Linked DNA regions of Zea mays: region 1 is linked to region 2. Evidence: chromatin contacts called from public Hi-C data. All regions are on one chromosome and are shown on one strand. Each heading gives the region's core, a stretch centred on a gene start, on an enhancer-like site or on the middle of the called end of the contact. The rest is flanking DNA. Distances are from core to core; before and after follow the strand shown.

Region 1 (5,897 bases), core at 3,112-5,611, 160 kb after region 2:
GACTGATTATTCCCTTCACCCTGAACCCAAAAGTAAAGCAAAAGGTTACGACAAATCAATGAACAATGTTTTAGGCCAGTGAAGATAGAAACATTTCCCACCTGAACTTTCACATCAATTACTGCTCCATGTGAATCGATGTGATCCCCAGAGAATGCAGCTGGTTTTTCAGGAAAGGATGGCTGAAGAACTGATGCTGCTACCCCTTCAGCAACATCTTGTAATTGTCGCTTAATATTAGCTTTCCCAAATCCTTTCAGGAGTAAAAAAGATAAGAGAGTGTCAGAGGAATTGTTGCTTAGTCCATTATTATTTTGAAATAATATGATAGTAATACTGCCCAAATAGTATAGGATGACAGTGTGTACCAACCTTTGTTCAATTTAACTGTGTGGATATCCTTTAAACTTGGGTCTTCTTCAAAGAGTAAGGCAGCATGTGTGTTCATATCAGGCATATGACCATCAGCATATTGACCTCCAGAAACAACAGGTTCCTTAGTTAACTTGCTTGGTCTTGGAGGCACTAAAGAAGCATTGCCCACTGCTTTCCAAGGATCCTGATTTGAGAAAAGTGAATCAGTGTATGCTGGTTCTTGTGTAGCTTCAACACGATCAATTCCAACAGTAGCCTGCAATTGAAATTTACTGCTACGATTGGGGAGAGCACAAACCAAGTGATTGGGCATTTCCTTAGGATGCTGTAGAGGAGGCCCAGCAGGAAGCTGAGCACCAGAGTTAGATGGTTGAACGGTGAACTTTTCATTAGAAACAGGTGGTTCAATCGGAACTCTAAGGTTGCTCTGGACAGGCAGATTGAGTGGTGGTCGCTGGATTATGTCAGGTTGGACATTTTGTGCACCAACATCAAAATCACAAGGTGGCTGCTCACTGTGCCTGGCAATGTTGTCCTCTTGGGTTAAAACAGGAGCAGTAAAGGCATTTGTGATCCCCATATGATACCCTCCAGCTTGAGATTTGCAGAAAGAAGTAACATCATTATTTACAGGTGGCTTCCCAACTTTGGCATGATCAATGACAACATGAGGAATAGAAGGATTTCCTTGCACACTAGATTCTGGTGGTGCAATAGGACCCAAATGAACTGCATGCATACGAGCATCAATAGCTCTAGCATAGTCATGAGGAAGATCACGGGCATATTCTCTAAGCGGTTCCACTGCTGCATGATTTGAATCTTTGTATGCACTGGCACCAATGCCTTGTGGGACATTCACTGGAACTAGCGGCGGTTGCATGCTATAAGAGAATGGTTGCTGCTGGTACCTGACATGATCTTCAGCCCCAGCCGAAGGAGAATGACCCACAAATACTCCTTTTGGAGCAGGTGCACTAGACACTGGGAAAGCAATAATGGTGGGTTGAACCGGCACAACTGTATCCGCATATGCAGTCGCCTGGACTGCAGGTTTTCTGGCAGGAAGAGTCGAATCAAATTGTGCCATCACTGCTGTGTTCCCAGCTCTTGGTTCTGCCACATAGTTCGTGAGTGTTCCTGAACTTGCACCTGGATTAGATTTGTTGGATGCGGTGCCTTGATGTGGGCTGTAAAACATTGGAGCTGCCTCAAGGTTGCCCATTGCACAAGAACTTCCCTGCTCCCGGATAGTATTATCCGAATGGGCATGTGGCAATGCTTTTTGGCACATTGTGCAACCATCATACCTCAATGATGGAACAGTGGCCGAGCTAACCACAACAGGAATTGTGCCTGAGCTGGTCACCACTGGCATGCTTACTGCGCTTGTCATCGCTTGTTGGGCACCAAATTTCTGCCTCTGCGCATCATTTGTCTGCAGATGCACAGAAGACAAAGGAGGAAGCTGTGACAGTGGAGTGTGCACCACCCGGTAACTCTGATCAACCTGAGCTTGCACTGGCCTTGTGAACTGCGTGGTCTCTGGAACAGGTTCTACACCTGCGGAAGCGGGCTTCAACTTTCCCACTTGAGCAGCAGTGGTCGCCATAGAGCCCGTCACAGGAATGTTGGGCATGAATTGGCTCATTTGCACAGGCACATAGTTGACAGATTGTGGCACCCCATGCACACCAAATTGTTGGGCGTTGATGTAGTGTACCTGCTGCGGCTCTATATACGACTGCGGCATCTGCTGCACATAAGCAGCAGACTGAGGCTGCTGTTGTGGTACGTAATGGGTGCCTTGAGGCTGCTGCTGCTGCTGCTCCTGCACATAAGTGGTCACTTGAGGCGGCTGATGCTGTGTTGCTGCTGCATAAACAGCAGCAACCTGATGAGGCGGCAACGTCGACTGCTCTGTCCTAACCAGGATGGGGTTTTGAGCCGGGATGCCCATCGCCAGAGGTGACGCCGAGACTGCAGTGAGCCCAACCGACTCCGGGAAAGCACGGAGGTAATGCGCTCCACCTGAATACGAATACTCAGTCGCAACGGAAGCAGGCGGCGGCACCGCCCGCGGCGACGTACTTTCGACTAGACCGCTGTACTCGGCCGCCTCGGAGTTGTGCGCGGAGGAGCCGGCGCTGGCGACGCCGTCCTTCCGCCGCATGGCCGTGGCCGTGGCAATGGCCTCCGTGGAGACGCAGTTGATGGCGTCGATGTACCGCTGCCCGGACTCGTCCACCACGGCGGCGAGATGGGGCCCCGCGTCGGCCCCGGAGGCCGGGAAGAGGAAGACCCGGAGCTTGGCGGAGCCGTCGGGCGCCGCGGCGGCCAGCTTCTCGTACTCCTCCATCATGTTGTCGTAGTCCTCCGGGCCGGACACGGAGATGAGCGAGTCGAGGTCATCCCCGGGGAGCTGGTACCTGAGGACCACCCCGCCGCCAGAGGAGGCCGAGGCCTCGTCCACCGCCTCCACCTTCCGCAGCAGGTCCGCGAAGGAGGCGGCGCGCGGGGCGGAGATGAGCCGCGTCTGGCCGCCCACGTACCGCAGCGCCCCGTCCCCGGGTCTCGGCGCGATCCGGCCCCCGTAGCTGCACATCAGCTTCACTTTCCTCGCCCTGCACGCCTCGTCCTCGCCGCCCCACGCCCTCGGGCTGCCGGGCTCGCCCGCCGGCGCCACCCCGGTGCCCCTGCTCGCCGACGCCATCGCCGTCGCCGCCACCTAGAGTTTCCACCGCTCGCCGAGGCTCTGGAGAGGGCGCAACAGAATCCGAAACGCAGGGGTTGGAATGGAGGACGAGGACGAGGACGAGGAGGGCGGAGGCGCGAGTCGCGCGGGAGGTTTTCCTTCCTTCCCGCAATCCGCCCACTTGACTTGACACTCTCCCGTTCGGTTGGCCGTCGCCCCTCGGCCCCGGACGCGCCTGGCACTGCAGGAGGTTGGCTCCGCTCCGCTCGACTGCGGCGGCACCGAAACGAATCGCCGAGCTGAATTGGCGGCGGTCGGGCGGTCCAGGAGATAAGTTACACACTGCAGTTTCGTGTCTGAGAGGCGTGCTTGCTTTGGCCGTGACTCACTGACCAACCGCGCAGCCACCGTCGTACTGTGTCATGGGCCTGGCGATCTCGGTTTCGATTGGCACGAACGTTGCTCGACCAACGATTATCAAACCGTTTTGGGTAAAAAAAAACCGCTATCCACGGGTAAATCGATGAAAACTGGCAAAATCGATCAAAAGTGACAGGATTCACTTATAATTTGCTCGATTCATACAACTTATGTTCACTAAAATAACATGCAGCATACATTACAACCACAAATTTCAATTCTCATGTAACAAACAATCATCAAACTTCATAATACTAAAATACAAGTTCTTTTAAAGTTCTCCCACGACACATAGATCGACATGTTTCACAATACTCACGTATTAAGCTCGAGTCGTAGCACTTAGTCATTTGGGAAGGATCCTAATATGTGCTCATTCCGTCTATGTGCGATATGCTCCTTCAATAGGGTACTACCCCCTCCGCTCTTTGTTTCACTGTAATACTTAAGGCATGTTTGGTTCACTACCTCAGTTGCCACACTTTGCCTAACTTTTCTGCCTAAGGTTAGTTATTCAATTCGAACGACTAACCTTAGGCAAAGTGGGGCACATTTAGCCACAAACCAAACAGGCCCTTACACTTGAAACATGTGTCAACCTTCTCTCTGTGCTCCCAGACTAGGTCTAACATGTCTCATATAAACAAGAACAAGACATAATATCATGTAACGAGAGTATAATGAAAACATATTACTTGTAACAAATGACATACTAACATAAAACAATAAAACATCGAAACATATTGACATTCTTCCCTATATGTGCGAGATGCTCCTTCAATTCGGTTTAACATATATAACTAAATATTAACAATACTAATATATATATATAACTAAATATTAACAATACTAACATATATAACTACATATTAACAATACTAATATATAACTAGATATTAACAAGACATCATCACATAATAAAACTGAAACCCTAAACTCAAAAACCAAATCTAGGCACTAAAAATACTAAATAATACAACTCAACACGGTTTCTCAGTAACGAATTGTGGTTTACCATTGCTCGGGGCAGTTTACCGTCGTCGTTTGATGAGAAACCGACGAGTTAACGGGTTTACTAACGGGTCCATACGTTTTCTATTTTTAATGGGTTAAACTAAATTAAATTTAGATATCTTATATAACAGATTACTCACTAAAACATGTAATTTTTTATCATATTTTTTCTTTTTTGTAAAATTTTTGGAATTTTATTAAATTTGGAGTGATTTTGAAAAAAAACATTGGTTAATCGGTACCGGTAGACGGCGGTTTCGATAAACCGAGGACTGTCATGTGTGCCCGTCGACAGAAAACTACAGCCAACGACTAAAATTGTAGCTGGGGCTATAAATACCCCCAAACCACCACCATTCAAAGCATCCAAGCATTCCACTCTCCACACTCAATACAAGAGCAAAGAATTCATTTGAAAGACACATTCAAAGCTTCCAATCCTCTCCAAGTCCCACAATTAAGACAAGTGATCAATAGTAATTAGTGACTTGAGGGAGTGAGATTTGTGTTTCGTTTATTGCTCTTGTTGATTGGTTGTGTTTTATTCATCTACTTCTAAACTCTCTAAGTGATTTGTAAAGCTAGGAAGAGACACCTAAGTGTGTGGTGATCCTTGCAGGGTTTTCGTGACCTTTGAGATTAAGAAGAAGCACTCAACCGGTCTAGGTGACCGATTGAGAGAGGGAAAGGGTTGAAAAAAGATCTGAACTTCGTGACCTCCTCAACGGGGAGTAGGTTCATTGGAATCGAGCATCGGGAAACAAATCGCCGTGTTCATTTGTGTCGATCTTTACTCTACGATTTGGTTCTTCCTCTCCCCTCTCTCTAAAAGTTCTCTTGCTCACAACCCTTTGAGTTAGCTCCTAAAGTTATCTGTATTGATTGAGAACTCATAGCAAGAAGAACTATCTTCCGTACTCCGTATTCATTATTATTTGATTCTAATCCTAACGTGTTCAAAGTTTATAACTTACAGGTTTCATCTATTTACCCTATCTAGACGATTTTCACATACGTGTATCTATATTCCTATATGAGGTAGCACCATACATATCACTAGGAGGTTCTATATTTCTATATAATAAATTTATATCCCAATAATAAGTGAAGAGAAGATAAAAAAACGATTATTTATTATTTTCTTATGTTTCCTTCACTTGTTTATGCTTATTCTCTATTTTAAACTCTACTTTGTAAATCGTGTAAGCTACATTGCAAATCTCCTATTGTACAGGAGAAACGAGAAATATATCATGTATATCTTCCTCACGTATCTATCCCGTCAGTTGAGCATTGAGATTACGATGTGCGACGACGACCATATATTCTAAAACGGGAAACCGAGCAACCAGCCAACCACACCACCTGGACGACGATGACGATCCAGAGTTGG
Region 2 (5,407 bases), core at 2,357-4,856:
GACCTGATAATGTAGCATAACCCAGACCAGCACAAACAAATACACTGTCTTGTTATTTGGTTATCCTGCACAAGCAAAACACGTACACTTGGTACAATTTTATTTGATTATTTGTATTTCGTTGTTGCGTGTAGTTATCTCTGTGTTCTAACACAGATCTCATAATTCCATTAGAGCCAAAGCGGTGTGACGAGCACTTCATTTTTTTTAGTGCGTTCATTGGCATGTGCGAATCTACAGTGTTTCATGACCAAATCTGGCGTACTATAGTAATGTTATACATTAAGTGGCTGTTTGGTTCGTGGCTAAATGTGTCACACTTTGCCTAAGGTTAGTCGTTCAAATTGAAAAACTAACATTAGGCAGAAAAGTTAGTCAAAGTATGGCAAGCTAGACATCAAACCAAACATGCCAAGTCTGCTTTGAGCGCTGCACTAAACTACTCCCTCTAAAAAATTATAGTAGTCGATTTAGGTCTTCTTTTTTATGTCTATAATCAAATGAATGATAATGAACCTAGACAAATATATAAAACATATATATCAATTATTGAATGAATTTGTTGAAAGTCTAAAACGACTGTATATAACAGCTTATGCAAGCAAATCAAACATAGACAAACTGCACGCGCGTACACCTCCACTAACAATTGATTTTAGGGTGGTTGATTTATAAGCATGTGATAGGGCATTTGAGGGTAAGTTGCAAACATGCGAGATTGATCAATGACCAGTTCCCAGCGAAGACTTTTGGTTGATTTTTTTTTCCAACGTCTTATTTTGAGAATCTGGACTGTAAGAAAACGTTACGTGCGGAAGAAGACGGAGGAGTCTATAGTGTTTAGGATATAAGAAGCGACGTTGTTTTATACGATTTTAACTAAAGCTACGATTCGTTTAGCTACCAAAAGCTGATTATTTTAAGCTGATTATTTTAACTAGTAGATCATGTTATGTGTTTCTTTCGATGCTCAGTCAGCCATGTCACTGCGGGCGTCTGTTCTCCGCATCGCTTGTCCTGGTGCTGCTGTTTTATTACTTATTAGTACATCTCTCTTCCGGTTTCAAAGGTTAGCAAACCTCGGGTTCCTTCATCTCCTTGTTTATCAATTCGTCCCCTTGTTGAATTTCCTCTTTTTTTTTTTTGCAAGCTCGTGTCGTCGTATCTGGAAGTTGCAGGGAATAGATGCACGGTGAAGGGCGGTCCATCTTGGCACCTAACACATGCGATGCGCCGGTTGCTGCCAAGTCACAAGCTGATGACTGTATTCCATGTAGTCACGTCAGTCCATCATCACCGGCAGCATTTTCGCGTGGAGGGAAAAAGATACGTTTGGTTTCGCTAGCTGACTAAATTTTAGTTCTTGCCATACCAGATATTTGGTTTAAACTTTATAGCTCCTATCATATTGAAAGCCGTCCTAATAGGCATTCAAAAACTCGACGTGGCCGTTAAACTTTAGTCCTTAGAACCAAACACCTCCTAAACCAATTTCTGGCCTTTGTAGTAGCTTCGTTTCTGAGCTTTCACCGTTAGAAGCAGCACCCCTAGAATTAGCCTCGCTCGATTGCTCCTAGTAGGATTTCATGGAACTTGACACTGAAGCTGCAGCCGTTAACCTGATCAGCATCTGTGGATTGATGGGTGACTGAGACCCACGTATTTCTTGGCGTTCCTGTTTGCCGCCGGGGAGACAAGATAGCATGGTACGGTGCGTCTTGTGCATGATCTGGACACGACGACGACGTGATATTCTTTTTGACGCAGTGTGTGCTGCCAGGTGCCAGCACTGTACTAGGCTCTCCCTCCGGTGCAGTAAAGGTAGTCGTTTAGAACATAATTGTGCATACCAAGGAGTGATTAATTATCATGGAGTTTTCCCTGTTTGCCCTTATTAAACAGGGATATGAGTGCATTAAAATCACTAAAACAATCAAGTTTGATTGGTTTCTGCAGCACTTCTCGAGGCATTCTAGACTAGAGGTCTCAAGCTCGATTCCCCTTGAGTACAGTTTTTTTTTCCCGATGCAATTACTCAGGGGCAGCGACGTCCAAATCCCAGACCCACGCGCGCTACGACTTCTTTTGTGCACTCTCGCTCACGCGCAGGATGACTTCCTTTGCTGCACCGGAGGGAGTAACAGCTAACTCGATCGATTCTTCAAATCTGAATGGCTGAGAGAGAGAGAACCAAAACCAGCGATATGTGTCAAGAACCAGAAAGAAGTTACGGAAAATTTTCAGTACACTGCGAACAGAAAACTAATATAATTATAACTTAAACCCGACAAAATCATGTGAGGGCATGTGTGTGCCTTGGGCGCAACCAACCGGATTTTCTTTTTCCAGAGTATTATTGTAATAAATAATGCTCGCAAAATTACACGCACGACACGTGTGCTGCCCCCGCCGCGCCCCTGGCTTGGAACGCAGCACGTGTGCCGGGTTTGGACTCGTCGCTGACCGGAACCGAGCGCATCTCTCCGCGTGCTGACCGGACTCAATCTGGGTCAGCACGCTCTTGTTTGTTGGCCGCTGCGGGCGGGCGGGCGGCTACTGGGCGTCGCGCGAAAGACAGGACGCCATGTGGCCGTGCATGATGCTTGTCTGCCGGTAACGACGATGCCCGTGTCCAGGAGTTAATCATGAGACGATGAGACTGGCCAATGGGGGGCTGGTCGTAGAGAGAACGAGCTCGACAGCGCGCGGCATGCGTCCAGGTCAGCAGATCGAGTATGATACTAATAACAATTATTAGTAGTAAAAAAATGAGAGACACGGGATTTAGTTTCGTTTTTAGAGATTTTTGTGGTATTTGGTCGTTGGTTGCCTATGACCGGTTGTTGTTCCTCGCTGCAATACCAATAAAAGACACGTGGATCGGACAGATGCGAGCATGTTTAAATCCATAGTAAGTTAAAATTCTTTTAAATTTACTCTAGTCTACTTGGGAACAAGGTCTAAACGAGGCTCAAACGTGGAACATTTACAAGGCCTAAACTCATCACAGGCCTCAGCTTCCAATCCGAGAGAGAGAGAGAGACGTGGAACATTTACAAGGTCGGGCCAGAAAAAAAAAGTCCGGCTTACTATAGGACTACTCGAAACCATTGCGATAGGTCTATTTGGCCTTCTTAATTATCAACACCACCACCCCGAATAATGAAATCAAATATTCTACGCCTTAAACTATTGATAACGACGAATCACACCTCTAACTGATGCTGGTTTCAGAAACAATTTGAGATGTTTTTAAATTGAGGCGAGAGGGGGGCTCTATAGCTGATTCCTTTTTTAAGCTGATTTGATGATCAGAGATCCCAAGAGGATCCATGAGGGAGAAATCCCCTTGCAATTCAATTTTGAATAACAAGGGGATTACTCCCTATGGATTCTCTCGAGATCCCTGACCACCAAATCAGCCCTTAGGAGGAATTTTATGGTCTCTTATCTCTGATTGGTCATTCTCGGGCTCGAACAAACTGGGTCGAAACTTCATCGTACCGTTTACTACGTGACCTCTGACCAAGGGCGAACCCAAATTATGGGTATGACATGAGGCCTTTTTGTATACAAAAGCCCAATCTCTCTGCCCTTGTTTAATTAAGCCCAAACCATCCCGAGCCCATTCCACCCGTGCCTCCCGGATAAAAACCCTAGCGGCCTCCGTCCCATTCGAGTTTCGATCTCTCCCATCCGAGTGTCTCCTCCTCCGCCGCCGCCGCCGCCGCTTCCGTCGTCTCCGCCCGCCGAGGCCATGGTACGTATCTCCGGCCTTTGCGCGTAAGCTCGCGGATTCATGGGTTAGTCGTGTCGTACCTCGTCGATCTTACGCCTTTTTGTCCCGTCGTTGCGCTGCGTCCCCGCGCAGCCGTCCCACAAGACCTTCCGGATCAAGAAGAAGCTGGCCAAGAAGATGCGCCAGAACCGCCCCATCCCCTACTGGATCCGCATGCGCACCGACAACACCATCAGGTCCGTTGGCCTTCGCGCCTTCGTCCTGTTTCGCTAGGTTGTCCCGTGTTTCGGTCGCTCATTTGTTCCTTTTTTTTGCCTTGCTTTGCATGTCAGGTACAACGCCAAGCGCAGGCACTGGCGTCGCACCAAACTCGGATTCTGAGCGGTGGAAGAAATGCTGGCTAATGACGCTTGGGGGGTATAGGGCTCTGCAGGCTAGGAAGCTCTTGTTTAAATTTTTTTGCTTGTGTTATTTGTCATTGTAGTACCATGTTTTGTCTGATGGTTAAAGAACCGCCTTTATGCTATGGTGAATTTATTTAACCTTGCAGCGCCTTAATCAGTTGATCTCTAGCCAATTATTTTTCCAGTTTGCTATGCTTCTCTGATTGTACATGGTTGTCTATTCCTCGGTTAACTGTCTGGTTTTAACACTTATCTCTGGTTTAGTGTTATATATGTGTATGTATGCATGGATGCCTTATGTGCACAGGTACGTTTCAAATAGGCTTATCAGGTTAAGTTGTTTAATTGTTTAGTGTTTTTTTATGTGGTGAGAGATCTCTCATTTAACCTATTGATTTGAATACCTTATAGTCATTCATGATATAGTTTCTTTTTTCCCTCTGATGCGTCTATGCGCATGTGCTATGCGCATGTGGGAGCACGCATACATGTCTAAATAGGCCGGGCTTGTCGGGCGGCTCAAAACCCGACACGCATTTGGCCTTGCCCGAACCGGCACAACACCTAGCAAACTAGGCCCGTGCTGGCCTGACTCCGTCATCGAGACTCGACATACCCTGGTTTTATTTTCTATTTTTCATACAAATGCATATATTATACTTCATTATAGAGTATAAAACACAAGAATTATGTGTTTTGTTGGTTATGTGGGTGTAAATAAATGTTTGGAGCTACCAACTATGGTTTAAACACTCGTATATGTATAATTTTAGCATATTTTTATCATTTAAACGTCATATACTGTTATGGGCCAATTAGGCTTGTCTCGCCGTGGGACGGCCTAAAACAGTTATTAACCTAGCGGGTCATGGCCGAGCCTTGCTCGAGATCCGTGGGTCATTACGACCCTCTAGCTAATTCGGGCTAGGCCAACATGGTCCCAATTTATGTTGGGTCTAGCCGTGACCCGCCCATTTGAACATCTATAGGAGCAGGTGACCATGACGCTATGCGATGGCGTACGCTATCGCGCAGTTGTATTGGGCAACTCCTATAGTCTTAGAGCAACTTCAAGAGGCTATCTATATCCTTTCTAATCTATATAAATGGAGTTTTTTTTACAAAAATACCTTTCAATAGCTTATCTAAATAGCTATCCAAATATTGATATCTTCTGTTTTAGGTTCCTCGCTAGTCAAATATAGAAAATGTGAATGTCTGTCTAGAGTACAAACAAGGTATAGGAAGTCTTGTGAAGATTGAA

What was found. A called contact is a pair of places that touch in the nucleus more often than the background predicts.
Region 1: a contact with region 2 is called in a Hi-C map of endosperm, with 2.5 times the contacts expected there. The contact joins the promoter of LOC103637988 here to the promoter of LOC118473275 in region 2. A contact is called at or near these places in 6 of 25 Hi-C or Micro-C datasets (ear, endosperm, leaf and 2 more) and 1 of 3 datasets of contacts at active chromatin or transcription factors (leaf).

The regions. Positions count from the first base shown.
Region 1 is chr9:15,482,946-15,488,842 of Zm-B73-REFERENCE-NAM-5.0, forward strand. LOC103637988 (Protein kinase superfamily protein with octicosapeptide/Phox/Bem1p domain) reads right to left here and starts at 4,362. Exons shown (of 9, transcript XR_002264973.3): 1 at 373-4,362; 2 at 102-253; 3 at 1-20.
Region 2 is chr9:15,320,855-15,326,261 of Zm-B73-REFERENCE-NAM-5.0, forward strand. LOC118473275 (60S ribosomal protein L39-like) reads left to right here and starts at 3,607. Exons shown (of 3, transcript XM_035962455.1): 1 at 3,607-3,760; 2 at 3,872-3,975; 3 at 4,072-4,337. The coding sequence starts at 3,758. The coding sequence ends at 4,120.